2 separate regions of the Rattus norvegicus genome follow, and region 2 is linked to region 1. Evidence: chromatin contacts called from public Hi-C data. All regions are on one chromosome and are shown on one strand. The core of a region is the stretch at or near the end of the contact, and the rest is flanking DNA. Distances in the headings are between cores, read along the strand shown. Region 1 overlaps Hipk2 (homeodomain interacting protein kinase 2). Region 2 holds the start of Hipk2 (homeodomain interacting protein kinase 2).

Region 1 (6,506 bases), core at 2,477-4,976:
TCTCATAGCAGCTCCCCAGTCATCCCAGGTGTGTCTGCCCAGGCAGACATGCATGGCTCTTGCCTCCACAAGAATCTGTTCCTTCCCAGCAGGGCCTGTCGCTTTCCCCTCATCTGTGCCCCCACGGTATTTAGCATCCTCTCTGGCATGTGTAAGTGCTCACGCATGTTTATTGTTGCTCCAAGTCTACTCAATGGAAACCACAGAAGTAGCAGCCTTCTGAGTACTATACTGAAAGCCCACACACACCCATTTCCTCTGAAGACCTAGAAGACCCAGGCAGGGCCTCTGAGTGCTTGGCCTGCCAAGCTGCAAACACGCTCTTCACTCTCCAATGCTTCTGCTCCCCTCTCTAGCCTCATCCCTCACCTTTTAAACTGTGATGGTCCCTTCTCGAGACTATTCCAGCATCTCAGAGTCACAGATGGGAAAGGTGTGCAGAAGTCTCATCTTTTTAATGAAATATCAAGGCAGTGGACAGGAAAGGAAAATGTCCTTTCAATCCAGAGATGAGGCATTTCACACCATGAGCTCACTAACAACTTGCTAGTGAATAAAACAGGGCTTTACATTACTTAGCATTTCCTAAAGGATTATAGTTCCAGATATAGTCCAGACTTTGACCCTCTTTATGGTCTTTCTGACACACATATGTTGTATGGTTTAGGATGAAGATACTGTAAGGTCTGTGTTAATTATCTACTGCCACATAACCAATCACCATAATAGCTTAAAATAGTAGTTCTGTAGGTTAGAGATTCAGCAGTGGCCTAGCTGGGTGATATGGGTCAGGGTCTGTCAAAACGCTGTAATCAACATGATTCATTTCCAAGTTCACTAACACGGCTGTTGGCTGAAGGTCTCAGTGTTTCCTTGTGTGGACTTCTACAGGGCTGCTGCTCATAAGGGGAGACAAGGAACAGACACCAAGGCAGAAGCCAACATATCATCTATAATCTAATCTTTGAAGCAATATGCCATCATTTCTGTCAGATCCCACAGGGCCCACAAATCAATCCTGAACACTAGGAGGTGAGGACCACTGGGAACTGGCTTCCACAGGGACATTCATTCTAGCAGGGACATTCATATATTTTCATTATGATTGGTTATTTCCTTTCCAAGGTCAGACAGACAAAAGGACAGGCTGGTAGGTAGTTCCATAACCCTGTATTACAGATTCACCAACAAAATGTTCAACAGATAGCTTTTCCTCCTCTGTTCTTGAAGGGCTACTGATATATTAGAGAGGAGCTATAATATAAAATAGGCTCAGAACTTTCAGACGAAGATATCCAAAACTTCCTTATTGTGAGAAATGGCATTAAGTACATTCATTTCATTGTGCTTCATCTCCACCATCTACGTCTAAGTCGAAAATGGAAACATACCTATTAAATGGAAAATGGAATACATACCTATTAAGCAGTAACTCCTGTACCCTCAACCCTGGTAACTACTGCTCAACTCTCTGTGTCTTAGAATCACACTATTTGTCTATTTGTGTCTCACTTCACTTAGCAGAATGTCCTCATATTCAGAGCCCCCCTTCCCTTCTGGGGCATGTATGTGTGTGTTTTATTAATAATCAAACCCAGAGCCTTGCGTATTCTAAGTTACAGCAGCCTGATTTCCTTTCTTCTCAAAGTGTTGTAGCATTCTAAGGTGTGTGTGTGTGTGTGTGTGTGTGTGTGTGTGTGTGTGTGCATTCTATTGTATATATGCCATATGCTATTTCTTCATTCTCTTTTGAAATTAATTAATTAATTAATTATTAATGTATATGAGTACACTATAGCTGTCTTCAGACACACCAGAAGAGGGCATCAGATCTCGTTACAGATGGTTGTGAGCCACCATACAATTGCTGGGAACTGAACTCAGCACCTTTGGAAGAGCAGCCAGTGCTCTTAACCACTGAGACATCTCTCCAGCCCCCTCACTGTCTCTTAAAACATTCTTTGTTCTACCTTTTGACTGATGTGAACGATGCTGCTGTGAGCATGTGTATTCAAGCATTCTGTAATTATAAAAATACAAACCTATTTTGACCATGATAAGCAAGAGTGAGTGAGCTGAAGGACGAAGCCCTTCCTCCTGCTGGTAGACAGTCCTTGGCCTACCTGAGGCTAGGGCCTGGCAACCTAGTAATGGTCAGCAACCGCTACAGAGAAATGCAGATTTATTCTACTCCAGATGTACTGGGGAGTGGGGGTTGAGGAGATGGTTCAATTGGTAACCATAGAACCTGAGTTAATATCCCCATGTAAAAGTTCAAGTGGTAGCCAGCATCTATGACTCCAGGGTTGTGAGTTGCGGAAGGCAAAAAGACAGGAAATCCTTGGAGCTCACTGGCTAGTCAGTTTAGCCAAACAGTGAGTACCATGTTCAGTAGAGACCCTGCTCAAAAAACAAAGTGGAAGAGTATTGAGAAAGCACTGTGATGACCACTGCCCTTCATTTGCATGTGCGTCATCATGCACACAGACACTTGAACACATACACAAGCACACATACTACCATTATTAGTTTAACTTTTCAAAAATAATGTCCTATTGTAAAATACATGGGTTATTTTTTAATCCAAACAAACAGAACTCTTGAGATAAGGAAACACATTATGAACAATGTTGACTCTTAAAATCCAACAGATACTGGCTGAACATGCTGTTACATGCCTGTAGTCCCAGTGCTCAAAAGGCAAGGAAAACGGTTGTGTTTCCCAGGCCAGGCTAGGCCACAAAGAGAGTGAGACTCTGTCTTAAAAGGTCATAAAAAATAAAACCAAATCAAACAAATAAAATGCAGCTAATAGTTCTAAACAGAGGTGGAAAATTCAAAAGTCAAGAAGTCATAAGTAGGAAACAATAACAGTTCTTCCCTTCTCTCCAGTAGGGCAATAAAGCACATCCCCTTCCTAGGAAACACTCCTTCACCTGTGTGAGCTAACGTTACCCTAGAAGAGAAGAATCAACCTCAGCCAAAGCCAAGGATATCCACAGAAAGCTCTTGCATACAGACCTTCTGCCCTGGTCAGACCCTAGAAGACTGCAGAGTTCACACGTAGCTTACCCATCTAGAGGTGAATCAAGCTGTGGATGACTATAAAGTTTCGTAAATAATTCAAATCTCTAAATTCCCATCCCTTTAAAAAGTAATTATAACTCTCAATAACATACATGCCCAGTATCTGTCCTGTGCCAGGTGTGACTGGAAGCTGGGGACATAGGAAACACTGCTCAAGAAAACAGACACATGTAATGAGCACAGAACATTTGGTACTGCTTAAGAGTTTGGGTTTTACCAAAGGGTGGGTGTGTGCCGCCTCAGTCTGTCCTCAGTCTGTCCAGTCTATGTCTACAGTCTCCTACCAGGCACAGCTCACCAGGGTCAACATGGCAAATCTCTGGAGGAAATCCTCAATCTCTCATATGAAAGCCTTAAGCAACATAGGACCATCTAGAAACCAAACCCTCTTGCCCTAAAAGTAAGCAACATTCTGGTTCAAACTCTTTAGATTTGTGTTTACCAATATTCTGAAGCAACTTTGGGCCCAGCACACATATGGCTAGGTGGGAGAAGAATCAGACACTAAATGGATTTCCAAAAGAAGAGCAAACACTATCAAAGAGAGCAGATTCTACAAAGGGCGCTTCTACAAAGCTGTGGATTTGAGCAGAGCCAAAGTATACATCTGCTCTTAAGCAACACACATTTTTGTTACCCTTGCCCCACTGTAGGATGCTGCCAAAGCTGGCAAACACATGGCCCACTGGGCCTGGAGTCACATCCCACAGGGCCAACCCACACAACACCCCACCCCTCTTGCATCCTGCCAAGGTCCTGACCGAGTAGGTGTGGCGCCAAGGACTTATTTACTCGGGAGACCATCCCTCCTTGCATTGTCTTGGCCCCCAAAGTGCAGCTCCTCATTCTTTTTCTCTATTATCAGTTTTAGCCTTCTCCTATGCTGGGAGAGACTATCAGCAAGTGACATGTTGGCCTTGGACTGAAAGAGAGAGGAAGGGCTCAAAGAACTAGCCTCTCACCTCTTTACCCCTGAGGTCTGGGGATAAGGTCAAGGCTGGAGGGTAGAAGCTGGAGGCTGCTGTCTGGTGTTCTTCCAAGAGCTGAATGAGGGGCATGATCCCAGGGGAGTGCCAGAGGACTAGCTGCTGCTTCCAGTCTTCATCCACATCACATGCTAGCATCAAATCATTCCCAAAATAATGGGACTTAGGACGCATTTGTGTATCAATCATATGACTCCCTTGACTATTTTTAACACCAGAGATAAGTTCCTGTGTAAAATCATTTTCCTTCTTCTCACCTCCCACCCAACCAACATCCAGTCAGCAAACTTAAAAATATTGTCCATTAAAGGAGTATGTATATATAATATCTCCCACATGTATATATATTATCTCCAGGACCAACCAGCAACTCATAAGACATTTAGGTACATTTAGGAACTAATGCATATTAAAATATATATAACATCATTTCCAGTCTCATTAAAGCTCAAACCTTAAGTTGTCACTACAGTTCTAGCCCTGGTAGTAACAGTCACTGGAGAGAAACTTAAAATTCAATCTTTCCTAATTGTCAGTCCCCAGATGCAGAGTCAAAGCTAAAGATTATTCTTGTCAGAACCTGCTGAATGTCACACTGGCTGGGGTTCCAATGGACTCCACAGTGTCCTCCCCAAAAGTAGAGAGATGGGCCTTTGGCAGGCATCCTGCTTTGCTGTGGGGGGAAACATAGGTAACAGAGCTGTCTAATTCAGCCAGCACAATGAAGCTCATGAAGAGCTTGGGACTGAGGTATAAAGTGTGTCAGCCTCAAATTATTTTCCTTATGTGTTCTCTTACAAAAAGAAATCAGTTTGCTATCCAATTTGAAATGAACATAAATATTTCTTGTGAAATAGCTCAAAACTCTCTTCATTGGACATCATTTATTGTTAGTTTTATTATAGAGGAGCTCCTTGGAGAGAGCCTCATCATGTCCTAATTACCACGTGTTGGTGATGGGTTTTGCACTTGGCCTGCTGCAAGGAAATGGTTCTGACCCATGAGCTCCAATTGGACCTACCACCTGCCCATCCTGAAGACAAATAAATACCTCAGCTCTGAGAGTACTTTGTCACCTCACATTTAATCCTGTGGCTCAGAACTCCAGAGTCATAGCTCATACTTTGTTAGAGAAGAGTCAGGACTCATGGGGACCTAGAGATCTCCAACTTGAGAAGATGAGAAAGAGGCAAAGATGGGTAGGAGGGCCGAGTAGATAAACATGAGGAGCAGAGGTTCTGTAACAGGGGCAGGAGGGAGGGAGGGAGGTTGGTTCTCAGGTAGCTTTCCACTCAGGCAGGGTACCCACAGTTGCCTTCCTTACTGAGTAAGAGCTCTTGTAGAGGACTCTGTGAGGCTGGGAGAGCCTAAGGAACAGCTGACACCACAGGCTGACAGTAGGACAGTAGGCAAAGTACTGCAGAGACAGAGTGGGTTCAAGTGGACTCTAGACCACACTGCTGGACGACAGTTCATCAGTGACCATCCTTGCATTAAAACCTGATTTCCAGAGAGCAGCTCTCATCAATTAGTGGCATGAGCATTACGTTAGACAGAATCAGAGGAAGAAGAAGGGCCCAGAGCAGAGACATAAGAGCTGGCTTCTCATAGGTGCAGAGTTCCTTCTACCTGATACCTGGCTCACAGTCTACCTACAAACTGTTACCTGAAGCTCTGGTGGATTGCCTTGGGCCTGGTGTGAAGGAATAGGATTATGTATTGCCAAGATCTCTTTGTGGGCCCCAGTGATAGGATTCTGTGGGAACTCTTTAGCCAGGCATTATCTACTCATGTGGCTAGCTGTAGAGCTGGTTACTATTTCCTTGTAGTTCTGTAGTTTTTATTGTGCAAACATCTTGCACTATTGCTGATAAAGCTGAGTGTCGAATAACATGGCAGTGACTTACTGTTCACCATCAGTGACAACAAAGTCCTGCTTTCTTTTTACATAAGACAACATTGGTTAAGACTAATTTTCTGTTTGTCCCCATCTCTCCTAAAGCAGTACTTTGCTTAGGACCATTTAACCTGGCACTTTACACAGTACAGTGTGAGAAATTATCAGGGCCAAAATGAAAACTTAGTCCTTAAGCTCAGCAACTCTCACCCCCTGAAGGACCGAGCAGAACAGGCTATGAGCCCTAATCCTGGAAGAGCTGGCTCTAAGGACCAGCTGGCTCTACTCCTTCCTGGCTCTAGGTCCTCAGACAAGTCAGGTTCTCAACTTCTACATGTGCAAGTGGGGATGGGACAGAGCTGCTCTGATGAGCACATGAAATAGTATACACAGCAGTGCTATGCCAAGTGCAAAATTATACTTTAAAAATAAATAATAAATTAATAAATTAGTTGTTTCTATGAGGAAAATGTAGCTACAAGGAGATATGTAGTACTTTTATTTCTCCTTCTAAGGAAAATTTAATCAGTCCAAGC
Region 2 (5,848 bases), core at 1,695-4,194, 81 kb after region 1:
TACCCCCCTTTATTATAAGAAGTTTAACTTGATCAGAACCAAGTCACTGAAAACTACTGTGAGGTTTACAAAGCAACTCTTAAACAGTACTAGAAGACTGTTCACACTTTGCCACTTATTAGTTCATATTATCAAATGTGCTTTGTTTCAAAAACAGCACACCTGTCTAAAGTCCACATTCCAGCCTTCACTGGGTATTCGAGTCACACTCCATTTGAGAAATTCCAGTTAAAAAGTCTCATGTGTCATTAGACTCCTAAGAAGAATCATGTGGAACTATTAGGAGGAGAAATCCCTCCTTTGGAGAAGTCAGTAAGAAAAATCCTGTTCATTTAAGACACACAGACACACACACACACACACACACAGACACACACACACACACACACACACAGAGAGAGAGAGAGAGAGAGAGAGAGAGAGAGAGAGAGAGAGAGAGAGAGACCCGGGTTCTGGTTGAAATATAAAAATCAGGTTCACTGAATCCACAGATTGTCACTGGGGGTCAAGGGAGAGGTCACTGTAGTCTTGGATACACTCAGCACTGTGAGTAAATGTAGGTCCTCGAAGCATAGACCTTGACTATGGAGGTCATTTCTCTGTCTCATAGCATGCCTAACAGAAGTCTCTTTCAAAAAGACCAGTCAGGCCTGACTTTGGGGCTAAGTGACTCTGGGTTGGTGGAGAAGCAGTGCTGAGCAAGACTAGGAAATTCTAAAGATGTGAAGAGATGCTCTCCTGAAGAAGAAAAAAATCTACAAACAAAACAACAATTAAGAGAACCCACAGACAAGGCTAAAGAAAACCCAGGGTTGAAAGGAGGTGATGAACTAGGTTGCCTTGGAGAAAGGAGGGTTGGAAAGTAAAACTATGAGTGGAGACCTCTGAGCTCCACAGTTCTACATTGAAACACTTTACACACCTGTAATTCTTTTTCCGACATAATCACTAAAAGAACAATGTTCTAGGACTAACTGTGCTGGGTCTTACTTAGCCCCAGGGGGGTAGCCTACATTCCTCACGGATTTCAAATGAAATCAACCTGATAAATGAAGTTCCCTGGGTGGTTTTGTTCAAAGTTGACAAAATATGTCCCGACCCACCTACCCCAGCCTCCTGGAAGAGGAATTTTTATTCCTCTATTACAGTTGTGAATTCAATGCCAAGTTCTTTCTAAAATGCTCGCCCCGAGTGTCCAGCAGAGGGAGTCTCAAGGAGGTACTTAATAAAGAGAAAACTGTTTCATTTTAACACTCTAGACAGTGGGAGCTTTGACTGCAGCCCCCCTCCCCTAGACACAGATGAACAATGAATGCCCGACATGGGCTCTCCTACATGCTCACGTCCCCACTGGCATGTTCCTATTCTACGTGGTGGAGTGACCCGAAATTTTGTTTTGTTTTGTGGAACGGTTAAATAGACCTTGTGTTCTTCGGAATCAAAGAGGAAAGCCCCTGGAATAACATTTCTCTGTTGCTTTCTAAACAGCCCCTTTGTCTCTAAGAGACTCTGGAAAAAATATTTACAGTCCATAGGTTATTTACAGCCTCGTTATTCAGAGCCTGACTGGTAACTTTATTCCGTGCAGAAACCTAATTCATTCAGAGCCCTGGAACTAATAACAGATTTTCTTTTCAGATAAGTTTTTTTTTTTTTAAATCAGCCTCTCCTAACAGAGATAAAACTATTAATGAGATCCCTGTTTCACCCGGCCCAACAGTTCCCCGGGTTTAAAGGATTACAATCTCCCCTAGCCCCTCCTCTTGGTTCCTGGCGAACCCATTTCCCTCTCATTTGCGATTTCATCCACAGAATATCTGAACAAAACCGAAAGAAAGCCAGATGGACCCACGCTAAAAGTATGTAAAAGGGCTGCTATTTCAATGATTTCACGAAAGAAACATTTTCACGATGAAATAACTGAAAAAAATCTAGCACACTTTGGTTGAAAAATACCCCGTACTACAAGCACACAAAAACACATAGAAGTGTAAAAACTTAGTTGATTCCGGCTTGATTTTTCTCGCTGCAAGCTGACGGAACTGACTGAAGAGAACCGAAAGAGTGCGCGAGGCAGCTGTATCGCCTTACCTTTTCTTTCTTCTGAAGACAGCCAAATGGGAAAAAAAAATCAGCCAACGCCAGGTGAAGGTGCACAGCACCGATCTACCCAGGCCGAGCCAGAAAACCTTCTTTCGCCCCTCCCGCCCCCCCAAAAAAAAACCAAACTACATTTTCCCTTCCACACGCCAACTGCGGGGAGATTTTGAGCCTATTTCATTGTTCTGCCTGGGTCTGAAATGGACTTTTCATCTCAACCCTCTCTCATCGCTTGGCCCCTTTCAATCGGATTCCACAGCCACTACCACCACCACCACCACCCCCCAAAAAAATCGGAGGCTCGGGAAGAATAAAGGAGTGTGGGGTAGGAGTGGAGATGTTTGGAAAGGGGAGCAGAGAGGACGGACAAGTAGAACGGAGATCGTTTAAAGGTAATGGGGGAGGACCGCATCACCTTCATTTATCGCAAATAAACAGAAAGCAGTCACGGATCCGTCTTTTCCCACACGCCGCCCCCATTTCTTTTCTTTGGGCAGCAGCCCACCGGCACACACCCCCCAGCCACCTTCTCTGCCCTGGAAATAAGATCCTGCTCCAGGCCGGCTCCGGTCCCGTCTGGGCCCGGGATGGGAGCACCCGGGAGGGTCGCGAGCCCCCAGGACCAGGGCCCGGGGCTGCGGTCCGGGGCTGCCGGGCAAGGGGCCGCGGGCAGAACAAAGCTACGGGGGCCGCGGCTGGTCGAGCGAGCAAGGAATCGCGGGCTGGGCGCCCCTTACCTTCGTACACGGGGGCCATCGGGGCCGGGGTGTCCGCGGTTCATGGCAACGGAGAAGGGAACGCGGCGCGCGAGCTCGGCCCCCTCAGCCTCAGTGGGAATCTGCCATCTTGAGCCTGTGTCTCCGCTCTCGGCGCAGCCCAGGCCGCCAGCGCCCGCATCACCGCCTCACTTGGCCGGCGCCGGGGGAGGGGGCCGGGCGGGCGCGTCGCCGCCACCGCCGCCGCCGCCGCCGCCGCCGTAGCCGCGGCCCGGGCCCTACGCGGGGGGCTCGGCCGGCCCGGGGCGGCTAGGGCGCCGAGGCCAAGGGCCGGGCGGGTCCGCGAGGGCGGGAGCCGGGGCGGGCTGCGGCGGCCAGGGCCCGGGCCGGAGCTCAGCTCCGCATGGCTGTGAGGCGGGGGCGCCGGCAAAAGTTGCCCGTGAGGAGCAGGGGGGAGGGGGCGGGGGCGGGGCGGCGCGGCCGGGCGCGAGCGGGCGGGCGGGCAAGCGCGAGCGAACGAGCCGGGAAGAGCCCCAGGGAGTCCGCGCGCAATCGAGCGCCGATGGCACGGATGCGAGGCGGGGAGGGCCGAGCCGAAGGGCAGAGCCCGGCGTCGGCGGGGGCCGAGCGCGGCCCGAGGGGAGCCGAGCGGCCGTGCGAGCCGGGCTGTGCGAGAGCGCGGTGCGCTGGCCCGTAGCCGCCGACCGGAGCTCCGCGGTGGAGGCGGCCACAACTTTGTGTGTGCGTGCTTGGGAGTGCGCGCGTGGGTGTGCGCGCGCCGGCCGGGCCGGGGAGCGCGATCCGCTGCCGCCGTCAGCGGTCCCGCTGCCGGGCAAAGTGTCTTCGCCCCAGCGCGTGCGGGCTCCGTTCTAGCCTACAGGCGAGGGAAATGAATGGAGGGAGTGGGCGCGTCGTCCTCTCGGGAGAATGTCTAGGGAGCCCCCTGAACGCCCCGGGAAAACGCAACGTCAGGATGAACGCCTGACCCCGGTGTTTGGGGAGCCCTCTTCTCCATCATCCGGGTGGAAGGGTCCCACCTAGCGGTTCCGGGGTTTTGCTTTTTTCAACTTACTCGGGCCGGGGCGAAACGTTCTTTAAACTCTCAAAGCCTGAATCCCTGCCCTGGTTTGCCTCCCCAGTTCGCTTCTGAATGTCAGCACAGGACGCCCTGCCTCTGCCTCCAACTTACGAAAACTTGTTGAGTCTTGATACATGAATAGATCATAAAAGAAATTAAGTGGGTGACAACAAAGCTTTTGAAAAGCCAACAAAATGTAAGAATCTAGCAAAAAATATTAGAGCCCATTGCCCTTAGGGAGGTTGATTGTTGTCTCATAAAACCTTTACTTTCAGGTATGAATACTGGACACCTGATGTAAACTGTATTTCCTACCTGTAGTTCATAGATCAAAAACAGTTTAAAAGCTATCTTGAGGGTGGGGGTGTAAAATGATGGCCTATAACTCTACAGAACTTTCTGTAAAACAAGCCATTGTTTTCCTTTCTTTTTAAGACCATTGTTTTCTCACTATCTTAGCATCTTCTGGATCCCGTGCTCATCCTCCTACCAAAATGGAAAGACAAGCTAGCTCCTGCATACTCTTAGCTGGCTTTGTTACTGGAAAGTAATTTTCTCTTCATTTTGGAATGGTCCTTGACGACCATCTTCTTTGCCTCAATATTTAGCAGTGCTTTCCTTAACCTAAAGTCACTCACATTTGTAGACTCTTAGAGGGGAGCCTCAGAAGTCATCTGGGTCTGCCTTGCCTTTTTGTAGTCTAAGGAAAGAAGCCCGCAATAGAAAAGATATTGTCCAGTGATACAAAGTATTGAACCTTAACCTGGGTCTTTAGGTCTCCCATGCTGATCTTCCCTCGCATCCTTCATTTGCCCCTTCCTTTCTATCTCCTTGTAATCCTTAAGTGGTCTCCTGAGATTTGTTCATGGCCAGTTGCTCCTAAACACTGCCACTCTCTTGTATTGAGTGGTTCTGGCCACTCCATCTTCCTGTTCCTATCCTCTAAAGACTTGCCTTCATCTAGTGCTAAGTCTCTAAGTTCCTTGGCTTTTAGTCAAGACAGACAGGTTCCAACTTACCTCTCCTAGGACATGATTTCAACAAATCACTACCTCTCCAGCCTGACTGGTTTACCTGTGCTCCTCTGCCAACCTTGCTCATCTATGCCTTTGCCCAAAATGTCACATTCCCACACGTGGTGCCGTCTCTCTTTAAAGAATTCCTACCTGTGGGTTGGCTCATTTCTTTCACAAAACAACCTAAAGAATACATGAAGAAGACAAGCCTGAGTTCAAATACCAGCTCTCCACTTGGCAAGTGTATAAACTTGGTCTCATTGCCTGACCTCACTGAGTCTTGGTTTCCACATCTTAATTATAATAAGAATATTAGTGTAGATAGTATGCTCCCCTGCACCCATCAGTTTCTACTCCACCTTTACCACATAGTATGCAATTGCTTGTTGCTTCCTTTGCCTCTTCCCATGCTGGTCAACAGAAATTTCTGCAGTGTTGGGAGTTTCCATCTGCTTGTGGCATTGAACACATGATGAAATGCAGCTACTGACTGAGGATCTAAGCATTAATTTTAATAGGCACACGTGGCCAGTGGCTACCATGTTGGGCAGTGTATCTCTGCCTATACGCTCAATGAAGGCAGAAACCACATAGGTCTTAACATCTTTTTTTTTTTTTTCTATTCTTTTTTCGGAGCTGGGGACCGAACCCAGGGCCTTGCGCTTGCTAGGCAAGCGCTCTACCACTGAGCCAAATCCCCAACCCCAGGTCTTAACAGCTTATCCCTAGCCTGATACATGGTAGGCAATGGGAGATAATGGCAACTTACTTCATCTTCACCTCTATCAGCACATCGATTAGGAAGTTGATTTTTTTTTATAAAAACGTGTTTCTTATAGCTCTCACCACTGCTTCTGAGGTTAGATTCAAGAGAATTTGTTTAAATAGTAGGGGTTCAAGAAGTAATGATTATGGGGCTGGAGAGATGGCTCAGAGGT

The links. Hi-C and Micro-C count contacts between places; a contact is called where the count stands out from the background.
Region 2: a contact with region 1 is called in a Hi-C map of liver, with 3 times the contacts expected there. The contact joins the promoter of Hipk2 here to the enhancer-like site in region 1. A contact is called at or near these places in 2 of 12 Hi-C or Micro-C datasets (both in liver) and 1 of 1 datasets of contacts at active chromatin or transcription factors (oligodendrocytes).

What each region holds. Positions count from the first base shown.
Region 1 is chr4:68,501,120-68,507,625 of GRCr8, forward strand. All of the region lies in intron 2 of Hipk2 (homeodomain interacting protein kinase 2), which reads right to left. Among named protein-coding and RNA genes, the nearest start is that of Hipk2, 82 kb to the right of the region's middle. Within about 2 kb of position 3,727, at least 6 of the 93 cell types and tissues checked have an H3K27ac peak or open chromatin away from gene starts, as enhancers often do. A contact at or near this core is called in liver, where this site is marked.
Region 2 is chr4:68,583,164-68,589,011 of GRCr8, forward strand. Hipk2 (homeodomain interacting protein kinase 2) reads right to left here and starts at 2,945. Exons shown (of 15, transcript NM_001108622.1): 1 at 2,838-2,945. The coding sequence starts at 2,856.